2 separate regions of the Ctenopharyngodon idella genome follow, and region 1 is linked to region 2. Evidence: chromatin contacts called from public Hi-C data. All regions are on one chromosome and are shown on one strand. The core of a region is the stretch at or near the end of the contact, and the rest is flanking DNA. Distances in the headings are between cores, read along the strand shown.

Region 1 (5,489 bases), core at 900-3,399, 140 kb before region 2:
TACTGTGTATATATATATATATATATATATATATATATATATATATATATATATATATATATATATATATATACACACACAATCATGTCCATGACATAATATAAAGTGTCAAATATTTTCAAGTGCTGAATTCATTCAAATGAAATGTAAAGGCTGATTTACCTTGTAATCAGCAGGTTTTTGTTCTCCAAGAACAAAACTTGTGTGACTTCATCTTTGTGTCCTTTGAGTCTGTACAGACCGCACTCATTGATGATATCCCACATAATCACATCTGTGTCCTGCAAGACAACAACATAAAAAAAATGACTTTAGTTTGTCCAAAAATTAATGTCTGTCAAAAAAACAAAAAAACAAAAAAATTTTTAAATTGTAGTCTCACTCTTGAGCCGGTGACAAGACGAGCGCCCAGTGCATCATATCTAATGACTGAGACAGCTGATTTGTGTCCACTAAAGGAGATGTTGCTTTCACCGTTCAGCAGGTTAAAGATGCGCACACCTCCATCCTCATAACCCACTGCTATGTGGACACCATCAGGAGAGGGACACAAGTACGTCACCTCATGCTTTTTACCTTCAAGTATAAGAACCTGAGAAATTAAAGGGGAGAGAAGGTGAGTGCAACATTTAGCAGTTTATATAAACTGATGAGTCAATGTACTACTAATTGATCTTTTGAAACATTCAAATACCTTCTCAGCTTTGCGGACATCCCATATGAAGACATGTTCACAGGCTCCAACAGCAACATATCGACCCTTCTCACCACCCTTGAGGGTCACAAACACGAGGTTGGCCTTCTGACTGCCGATCACCCCGAATACAGCACTCGCCACATAGCGCAGGTACTGCTTAGTTAAACCCATGGCAAACCAGAGGCTGTAGGCACAAAATAAAAGTAGGGGATTCTGGTAAGATATCTCACTCTCTTAATCTAGAAAACTGTGCACAATTTGTCATGTGAACACATATTTAGAAAAGGCCCATCATACTGTATATTGCAGCTTATCAAAGTAAATTTTCTACAAAGCAGTTTTATATCAAAGAAAATACATTTCATAATTATTTGGTAATGTATAAAAACTGTATAAAAACCATTAATTTCACCCAAAACGGTGGTATGTGTATCAGATGCTTCGCCTCTAAATACTATTATATTGAGCTTGTTGAAAATTTATATTATTATATTGAGCTTGTGGTGGCCAAAATAAATGCTCAGTGAAACGGCTTACACATAACATGGGGCAAGTGCCACTTCCCTACTTCATAAGTCATATTTTTCATCTCGATGGGAGCATACATTTGTTTTACCTTATATCAACATTAACAGATTAAACCAGATCTGTGGTTGTGACGTTGTTCAATGGTATTTTAGTTCTTCGGCTTCACCAAATGATGCTCATAACCACCTCCAAAAGCTGTGATTGCCAGTTATAATGCAAATTAATCAAACAGGCAATCTATAAACGGAAAGTGAGCAACTATTTCTGCAACCACGTTTTCAGGTCCACGCGACAATGTACACAGCAACGTGAACCACATGCAGTTCGTTTAATCTAGTATATATAGAGAGAGCGAGAAATATTAGAAAGTAACAAAATCCAAATTAAGCCTATGTGTATAGAAAATGTAGTTACATACTTTGTCGATTAGATATTGTATCTGAAGTCCTTTATGAAAATATTGCTTCTGTGGATCCGGAGAACGTCTACATGCTTTTCGTCGCATGTGTGACATCCAGTAAAGACAAAAGAGGTCGATTACCGAGCAGAACTACGATGTTACTTCACAAAATGTTTCAGGAATTTACGTTTATATGGACATTTGTGTCATGATAAAATATATGATTGAATGCTTCATCATTACTTTCACTCCTTATGCGTTTAATGTATCTGTTCTTCTTATAAATTATGTGCACACTATCGATTACTTCGGTCTGTGAAGTCATGTCGCTGCCCATGAGACGTACCAATGTGCTTATAATTAAACTATTAATTGATTTTTTTTTTTTTTATTCATTATACTTTATCATGCTTATTTTAATTTTGAGGTGACAGTAGAACGCCACTTAAAATCTATGATACTGTATTGGCTAGGTCTGTGCGTTTTCTACACGTATCGACAACATAGCTACCGTCCCTGCTGCAATCCCGGAAGTGATGATTTTTGTCCTCGTGAATCAGCTGATCAGGAAACTCGCTGAATGTTGCAAACACAATGTGTTGACCACAAGCAGCTAAAATCACATTTTAACAATGGTCTATTTAAAAGCGGAAGCACAGGAGGATGACAGTGATCTCTAGCACTATCTTTAACGGATTAATTTGAGCTAACGTGGTTTTGTTTTTGCAGTTGGCAGGACTGAATAGCTACATCAGTGGACATCTGGTAGGTTGCTGGTCATTGCGATTGATGGTGCTTGTAATTTGTTGCATTTTCATCAAGTCGATGTGGTTAGAATTAGTATAAGGTGTTGTTCTCCTTTCTATCCTTAAAGCAGTATTGTGCGGCATGGTTTGTATGTGCTTTTTGCAATCGAGATGAGACTATCTCCTAACTCCTAGCTTTGTTGTTGTCGATTAAATCTAATTTGGGGAGTCGACCTTTACACATGCAGCTCATTTCTGCTGAATATCTTATCTGTTCCTGAAGTCCTGTCTGTCTGGGCACTGATAAAGCTTCTCTGTTGTGCTTCAAAGTCAATTACGTTCAAAAATAGTACACTTCTCACACTGCAGCTGCTGCACCAGGCACAGAAATAATTGCTGAATACTTTTTAAATTATTGTCACACTTTGGAAGATTGGAAACACATTTTTTTCCATTTTGAAGAAAGCACCACACTATTCAAACAGTAGTGGTTCTCAACCAGGAGGTCAGGGTCCACTAGGGGGCCTCAGCAAACTTCCAAGATGACTTAAAGGATTAGTTCACTTTCAAATAAAAATTTCCTGATAATTTACTCACCCTCATGTCATCCAAGATGTCCATGTCCTTCTTTCTTCAGTCGAAAAGAAATGAAGGTTTTTGATGAAAACATTCCAGGATTATTCTCCTTATAGTGGACTTCAGTGGCCTCCAAATGGTTGAAGGTCAAAATTATAGTTTCAGTGCAGCTTCAAAGGGCTATAAACGATAACAGACGAAGAATAAGGGTCTTATCTAGCGAAACGATCGGTCATTTTCGAAAAAAAATGTAAATGTATATGCTTTATATAAACAAATGTTCGCCTTCCAAGTGGTTCCGCCAAAACCGCACTTACGTGTTCCTCAAAAAGCTTACGCTGTATGTCCTACGCCTTCCCTATTCAACTTACGGAACGAACGCAGAGCCAGTTCCATTTTTTCCGTAAGTAGAATAGGGAAGGCGTAGGACATACAGCGTAAGCTCGTCTGGTATCGTTTAAAGCCCTTTGAAGCTGCACTGAAACTGTAATTTTGACCTTCAACCGTTTGGAGGCCATTGAAGTCCACTATAAGGAGAATAATCCTGGAATGTTTTCATCAAAAACCTTAATTTCTTTTCGACTGAAGAAAGAAAGACATGGACATCTTGGATGACATGAGGGTGAGTAAATTATCAGAAAAATTATATTTGAAAGTGAACTAATCCTTTAAAATTGTTTAAAGGAGTTTTATTAAAATAGTCAAACTTAATCAAAATGCTACAAATTTTAAAAATTAGGATGCATAACATTTAACTAACCTAAAGTAAATTTTAGATCACAAGTGATTTCACAGCATTTCTGTGCCTAAAAAATTTAAGTAACTATCCACTTACATGTTTAAACTGATGCAGACCACAGTGTGTGTATGATTGCTAATGTGGCCAAGGTCACACTACAGTCTCTTTGTGTAAACGCTTCTCTGTGTCTTTCAGTTCAACATTTTTCAGTGAAGCAACAGCATGGATCCCTTGGGAGCTCGTTCCCAGTTTTTGGAGGTCCAAAGCCTCCACACGTGGGACCAGCTTCAGGGAGTCCACGATGAGGTGGATGGAGAAAACCACTTAAGGAAGGAGAAAGACAAGCTGACAAATCATGTCAACTCCTTAACGTCCCCTTTCCCCTTCAGACAAGACATCAACAGCAAGATTGTACTATTGTGAGTGTTATTTATTATAATGCTATTGATATTCCCCAAACCTTCTGCTTTTCCTAGATTCTCCAAAAACATCTGCAGTTATTTAAGAACAAATTGCTTAATAGTTTTTTGGCTATAATTTCAGTCTTAGCCCTAAAAGCCTAAGCATCAAACTGGCTTAACTCTTTTCTTTTGATGTCTTAGTTTAATAATTTAGGCCTAAACCTTTTTATTCCTCTGCAGTCTGCACCCACTGTGCTCTTTGCATCAGTTATTTGCACCAGATCTTTACTGCTTTTAGTCATTCCCTCGTGCACCCAAATCCCCCTTATAGTTCAGTCACATGCAACCATCTGAGAAGTCCTTCTTGCTGTGCTTTCTGACTGATATAGCTGTGTTATGGCAGTATCAAATTCATAGTTTCTCTTTTTTAAGAAAGGGGAAATTCATTTCATGGAACTTCTCTATAAAGTCAATTCAGAAAACCAGTCCATCTGGAAGTTCAGGCAGGAAAAGAATTCAGCAGTGCACATTGTTTTGTGCTAGCAGGATTTGTTCATAGTGACTTTATCCTTTCATTTTTGACTGTATACTTGTATATATTTTTGTTCATGTTATCTATCAACTTGATGTAAAGCATCCTTGGGTCCTTAAAAGGCGCTATATAAATAAAACTTATTATTATTATTTATCGGATTTCCATGCAACTGCAAAACATGATTTTTTTTTGTTGTTTTTGATCATTTTTCTTTTAAAAATGGAAAATGGCACAATTATATTAACAGGTAATAGTGTTATGTTAAAAAAAAAACTTATTTATCAGTGTTGTTTTAGAATTATTTATATAGCGTTTTAGTATGTATTATTTTGTGCTTTTACTTTTATATTTTCAGTTTTCATTTTCATTTTAAAGTTTTAGTAATTTTATTATTTTATTATTTTTTTGTTTTAGTAACTTTAGTACTTAAACTTTAACTTAATTCACTTAGTTGCCAAGGCAACATTCCTAGTTTCTAATTTCTTTAATTTCTAATTAAAGTTTATATATATATATATATATATATATATATATATAGTTTACAATAATAACACTGTTATTTATATGCTATATTTGTACTCATAGCTTTTCCATACCTTATGTGATTTTCTGGATGTTCTGTATGTGATATGTTGGGTTATATCATTCCCTCATTTTACAGTAATGGAGATGTGGCACTTTTAAACTGCACTGCAATCGTCAATACAAGCAATGAGACCCTAACAGACAAGAACCCCGTATCAGACAGTATCCACAGATATGCCGGACCTGAACTACGGGATGAACTACTCAAACTGAAAGGTAGGGGGCACTACCTGGTTAGCAAATGAAGAACTGTTAGATGTATTCAACTTAGATCTTAAACTT
Region 2 (5,858 bases), core at 1,379-3,878:
CTTTACTGTCGAATGTCTTCTTATCATAGAAATTGAGGTGTCCTGTAGATCAAAACTGATTCCACTTGCTCTGAAAACAAAGAAAGATATTTTCAGATACTGACTGTCATAACAGCATTCAACAGAAGCTTGCCATTAAAAATAAACTTCAGTTTCCATGGCAATTATGTTAAGCAGCAGAAAGGACATAAGTCTAAATTTTATTAAACAACAGATAGCTCCAGCGATCTAATTTGATTCCTCGGTTCTAGACTAGTAGTCATTTTACAGTGATTAGAAGTAATTTGGGCTATTATTTCTGCAATATTATGTGCCTTTCAAGTGGAGTAGGAGTAGAGTTACAAGCATATGAATGACCGAGCAAAGATGCATAAGTGGAAAACTCTGAATTCTAGATGATACACAAGTTGCAGAGTTGTGATGTTGAAAGGGGAGTGTCAATTTGAGACACTGATAGAACTATATTTGAATTTGATATATATGACTTTGTGAAATCATAATAACAAACGCCCGATTTAAAGGTACGAGTTTCCCATGTGCACTTGAAGGTAGCAATAGACACTGCAAAAATAGTAAGAGTGGTATTCTAGTGTACTATTTTGACACCACCTTGCGTACTGACTAGTAGGTATAACGTTTGGTTTGAAACTTAGAGACCCTTAAAAAAGTATGTTCCATAGTATGAATGAATTTCTGACGTACTACATCCGCCATGTTGCCATGTGACCTACCAACATCACTGCCATTCACAACGCCTCTCTCATGGCCTCATGGGATAGTAAAGTGTTCATCAGATGCACACTCCAGAATCTCACCACAAGTAGTATGTCAGTCGGGTAATTTAATTTATAGTTTTATGAATTTGGACATACTACTCATCTCGCATACTGTTTTTCACCTACTATCTTGTAGGAAAGTAGACTGATTTGGATGCAGGGAGAGGCTTTCTGAGCCAAGAGAGGAAATCTGTGTCGCTCCACTCCACTCAAATACGCTGACCTAGGCCAGCTTTTGGTCTGTTTTGCATGGTGAAAGGCAAAGCCTAGTGTGTTTTTGGCTTATTTCAATACTATTTTTGTTAGTGGAAAAAAAAAAAATACACCAACTAATCGGTCAATTTTTGTCTGAAACGCAACTTACTTGATATTAATTACTCTATATTGAACTCTATAAATATTACACACCCAACTGTGCGGTTTTACTGAATAAAAGCAATGTTGTGAATGTGATTACCTGCAGTACTGTGTGACACTCCAGCATGTGTGATATTGCTTAATTGTAAGGATTAAAAAAAGGAATCTTAACCCACTTATCAAGACCTTTTCCCTACTATTACTATTTCAAACCAAGGGCTAAAAACAAGAGGACAAAACAAGGGCTTTTGGTTCACACATACATATTTAAAGACAAAAATTCATCATGAGGACGTTCAAGCAGACGTTATTGTCCAAAACTACTTTAAATATTGTTTATTTGATGGTCTGGTTTGGACTATATCACGCTCTGGCAAAGCTTTACATTCATGTCAAACATAGGTAGGACTATAGAGTCAAACCAGCGAATGCGAATAACCATTCAAATGAGATCAGCATTATATCAAAACAACAATCATCTTAATGAACATGCGCAAATATATCAAAATCGTCATGTAGACTGTCTTTGAGACACTTTGAGCATGACAATGTGACACCTGTATAAGTGCTTGTGCTTGATTACAGCGCCACATCAAGCGGTTCATACTCAATATATCTCTAATATCAGCCAGTATTTTTTACAGATATATGGATGACACAAATTTGTACACATACCGTGAGGGTCTTTTTATCATTCTGATCCATGATCCTTGCTTTGATCCAAATGCTTCTCGGTGTCAAGGCGGGTTGGGTCGAGTCGTTTTCTTCACGATGAACGGCGAGTCCGCCCTCACCGCCCGTTAGGCGTATTTATCTTAAACTAGCAATACGTTATCGATAGCGAAAAAAATCAGTTTGATAAGACAAAATAGCATCACAACCTAGGTAAACATGAAGAAAACTGTTCGACCGGATAGTGAACACAATGTTACAGCACTAAGAGTTTTCGTTCTGCATGTTAACGATAAAAGTTCCAGTCACATCATGCGCTTACAACGGTAAATATCGCGGAGCGCGCGGACGGTGTTTCAGCACAGGCCTGATCCGCTTGATGCCGTGGCAGCTTCTCTGAACTGGAGAGCGATATCAAGAGCCGACACAATAATGAAAGTAAACCATGGGTGTATCGCAACCGCTGGGTGATCCTATCTACATAATGCCCTATTTTAATAAAAGATCAAGCCGGCCTGCGCTGGACGTGTGCTGCGCCTTTTTCCTCCAGTAAAGGCATTCAGCTGGCAGCCTTGTAGCGGACTGATCCCGTCATGCCGCTGCTGCATCACCTTGTCGGTGCCTCGGGATAAATCGGCGCCATAGACCGTAAATCCACAATTAATGCCTGAAAGTTGTCAGGTTCACGTTCATGTCCCTGCTTCTATGCACTGAAACATTCGCGATTACCACCACCGCCTCCCTTACGTCTTCGTTCCTCCTTTATTTCTGTAGCCGTGTGCGCCGCCAGGCTCCAATATCCAGGATGTTGTTACTGCAACAGCTACTCCTCCTCCTCTCAGTCCTCCAACATCCAGTCAGCTGCCGTTTGGTAAACCCAGGGAGCGTCGTTAAAGTACAAGCCTCTCTAGGCAACGCAAAATCAATAGTGGTAGATTGTGGACAGTTGAGAAAATAGAGCATTTATAGTAGTAATTTCTCAAAGTTCCTAAAGTGGACTTGAAGTACTCTTGTTTTTCTTTTTGTCTACTTTATCTTTGTTTTTCTGTGTTTCTGTATGCTTGTTTATGTTTAGGCTATATTCAATTAGCTGTTTATGGAAAATTAAACATGCACTGTTAAAAAGAATTGTTGGTTTAACTTAAAAAAGTAAGTTACCTGGTTGCCTTAAAATTTTGAGTTCATTGAAATTAAAAATTTGAGTTAATACAATGAAGGCGATTGGTTTAATCAACAGAAACTCAAAATATTTTGTTACCTGAACCACATTAATTATCTAAGTTGATTTGACGAAAGAAAAAATGTTGTGATAACAAATCATGAAAATATTTTTTTACAGCGTCCACGATAGGACTAGATTTCTGAACAGTTCACAATAAAGTTTATGCGAAGAAAAAACTTTAAAAGGTTAAGATGATTATTAGTTGCATGCATTTTATAATTATTTAAATAATGATAAATAAATTATTAATAATAAATAAAATATTCAAAAAAATAATAATAATACAAAATAAATAAGAATATTTCAAAAATAAAAAATAAAAATATTTATCATAGGAATTATAGGAATCATTTACATATAAGCAAATACATGTTAAAAAAATGTAGTGACGCAATTATAGAAATTATTTACATATAATCAAATATATGTTAAACTTTAGATTACGCAATCTTAGGAAAGATATACATTTAATCAAATATATGTTTAAGACTTAGAGGACGCAGTCTTGGGGTTGAATATAAAATAGTTTGCGCCCTTGTACATCATGGATCCATCAAAGTACATGTTCACATTCTGCTGAGCAGCCGAAAAATGAGGCCATTTAGATCAGCCTGTGACTTAGTCCTTGAGCTGCCATAAGTGTAGTTCTTTTCTCTTGATTTAAGGATGATTTACCAGACTAACCCACAGAAAGTGTCAGTGCTGTTGAAGGCTGTGGAGAAAAAATCGTGTGTGAGTCATACTCAAGAAGGCAGTGCCAAGGGACTGGATCTGCTGTCAGTCAGTTTAAGAGGCACACATTTGACACCCTGACAGAAGTCACTGTCAGAAAGAAGGAGTTTCGCTCTGCTGAGTTTCTCAGTTTTCTGTGAGAATACGACACAGATCACTGGCCAAAAGAAGAATCACCTTAAACCTTAGACCATATACAACAAAAAAGACTGGATTAATAGAAAATAATTCACCGCAAACCTCCGTGAAGGCAAAAAGAAGACAAAGATACTGGAAAAAGGAGGTTTATGATGATTGAAAGGTTTATCTATTACTTTAAGAGCAGTAGAGGTGAGACTGAGACCATCCTCCACTGGGCCTGCATAATGAATCAGGATGTGTTCTGAGCCTTTGAACTGAGGAATGGTGAACGATGACAGTTTAAACTCTGCAAGCAAATGAATGGGATACAGCTTCAGCCTTGAGAAGTCCAGGCAAGGGCGAGTTGATTGGCTCCGCAGGACCAAAGCGGCTGTCAATTACGTATCCTGTCACCAATAAATGTAGATAAGAGCGACTGTATCTGACATTCCAGTTAATGAGGTGACACAGCACCGCCCATAATGCTAAATAAAAGGGGAAGTGAGTGGAGGCAAAAACCGTCTCCATAACAGAAGCACCCACATGGAGAAATCTAGGTTAAACTAATAACTAAACAATAGTCTAACAGTTACAGTAAACAATATAATCACATCCGAGTCATATAAAACCAAATAAAACAATTAGGTTAAGGTGAAACACTTAAAACGTTTGCCTTTGACTGGAATGAAACAATTAATCAGCATCATACAATGAAGAACAGCAGCACAATTGTATCTTATTGTTTTTATATAACAGTTCATTAAAGAAGAGGTTAATATTACTTACATGTTGTTGGGCACAATTGCCAGTTACTACTGTGTCCAAAGAATATAGTTCTAAACAAAGCTAAAGCTTAATCAACTGCCGCAACACACAGAATGAATGATCCTTGAATGAATCAGTGTTTTGGAACGAATTAGTTGAGTGAATGATTCAGTGACTCACTCATAAAGACGGTTCCATTCCTGAATGAATCAATCACTGCATCCGAATATGCCTACTTCTATACTATATGTGAAAAATGTCCAAGTTCATAGTACTCATAAAACAGTAGTGTGTCCTACTGCTTCAGCTGAGATTCTGGGCGAAAGTCCAAACGGCGTTTTTGCGCCCTTGAGGGGCGCTTCGGGAAAGGGATGCCATTTGTAGGGGTGTTCCAAACGAAAGTGAACAGCTGAATCCCTTCACAAAGGGCCCTTCCACAAGTCCGTTAGCGAAGACTACATGTTCTTTGCAAGTTCTTTGCCAAAGTAATTTTTGATAGCTAAGAACTTTATTACTGTATTAACATAAAAATGACTCGCTAAATACGATGTGCAGTACATAAACATATTAAAGGATTAGTTCACTTTAAAATGAAAATTACCCCTAGATTTACTCACCTTCAAGCCATCCTAGGTGTATATGACTTTCTTCTTTCTGATGAGCATAAACGGCATTATATTAATAAATATCCTGATGCATCCAAGCTTTATAACGGGACCAATGAGTAGGAAGCTCAAGAAAGTGCATCCATCCATCCATCATAAACGTACTCCACACAGCTCCAGGGGGTTAATAAAGGCCTTCTGAAGCAAAGCGATGCATTTGTGTAAGAAAAATATTCATATTTAAGAAGTTATAAAGTAAAATATCTTATGAAGAAAGTGTAATGCCTCTTGCAGTTCAAAATGCTTACACTACATCCTACGCCTTCTGTATTCAACTTACGAAAAAAGCGTGACTGAAGCAACTAGCGGAAGCTAGATATTTTACTTTATAACTTCTTAAATATGGATATTTTTCTTACACAAACGCATCGCAGAAGGCCTTTATTTCCCCTCCGGAGTAAGTTTATGAAGGATGGATGCACTTTCTTGAGCTTCATACTCGTTGGTCCCATTCACTGCCATTATAAAGCTTGGATGCGTCAGGATATTTATTAATATAACTTAGATTGTGTTCATCAGAAAGAAGAAAGTGATATACACCTAGGATGG

What was found. Hi-C and Micro-C count contacts between places; a contact is called where the count stands out from the background.
Region 1: a Hi-C map of muscle shows a contact between it and region 2, with 8 times the contacts expected there. The contact joins the promoter of gdap2 here to the promoter of man1a2 in region 2. A contact is called at or near these places in 2 of 2 Hi-C or Micro-C datasets (both in muscle).

Annotation. Positions count from the first base shown.
Region 1 is chr9:10,436,606-10,442,094 of HZGC01, reverse strand. gdap2 (ganglioside induced differentiation associated protein 2) reads left to right here and starts at 2,149. Exons shown (of 13, transcript XR_007931804.1): 1 at 2,149-2,390; 2 at 3,882-4,105; 3 at 5,284-5,423. It overlaps wdr3 (WD repeat domain 3), which reads right to left and starts at 1,799. Exons shown (of 27, transcript XM_051907023.1): 1 at 1,644-1,799; 2 at 695-881; 3 at 383-592; 4 at 163-281. The coding sequence starts at 868.
Region 2 is chr9:10,295,352-10,301,209 of HZGC01, reverse strand. man1a2 (mannosidase, alpha, class 1A, member 2) reads right to left here and starts at 2,628. Exons shown (of 14, transcript XM_051907024.1): 1 at 1,809-2,628; 2 at 1-70.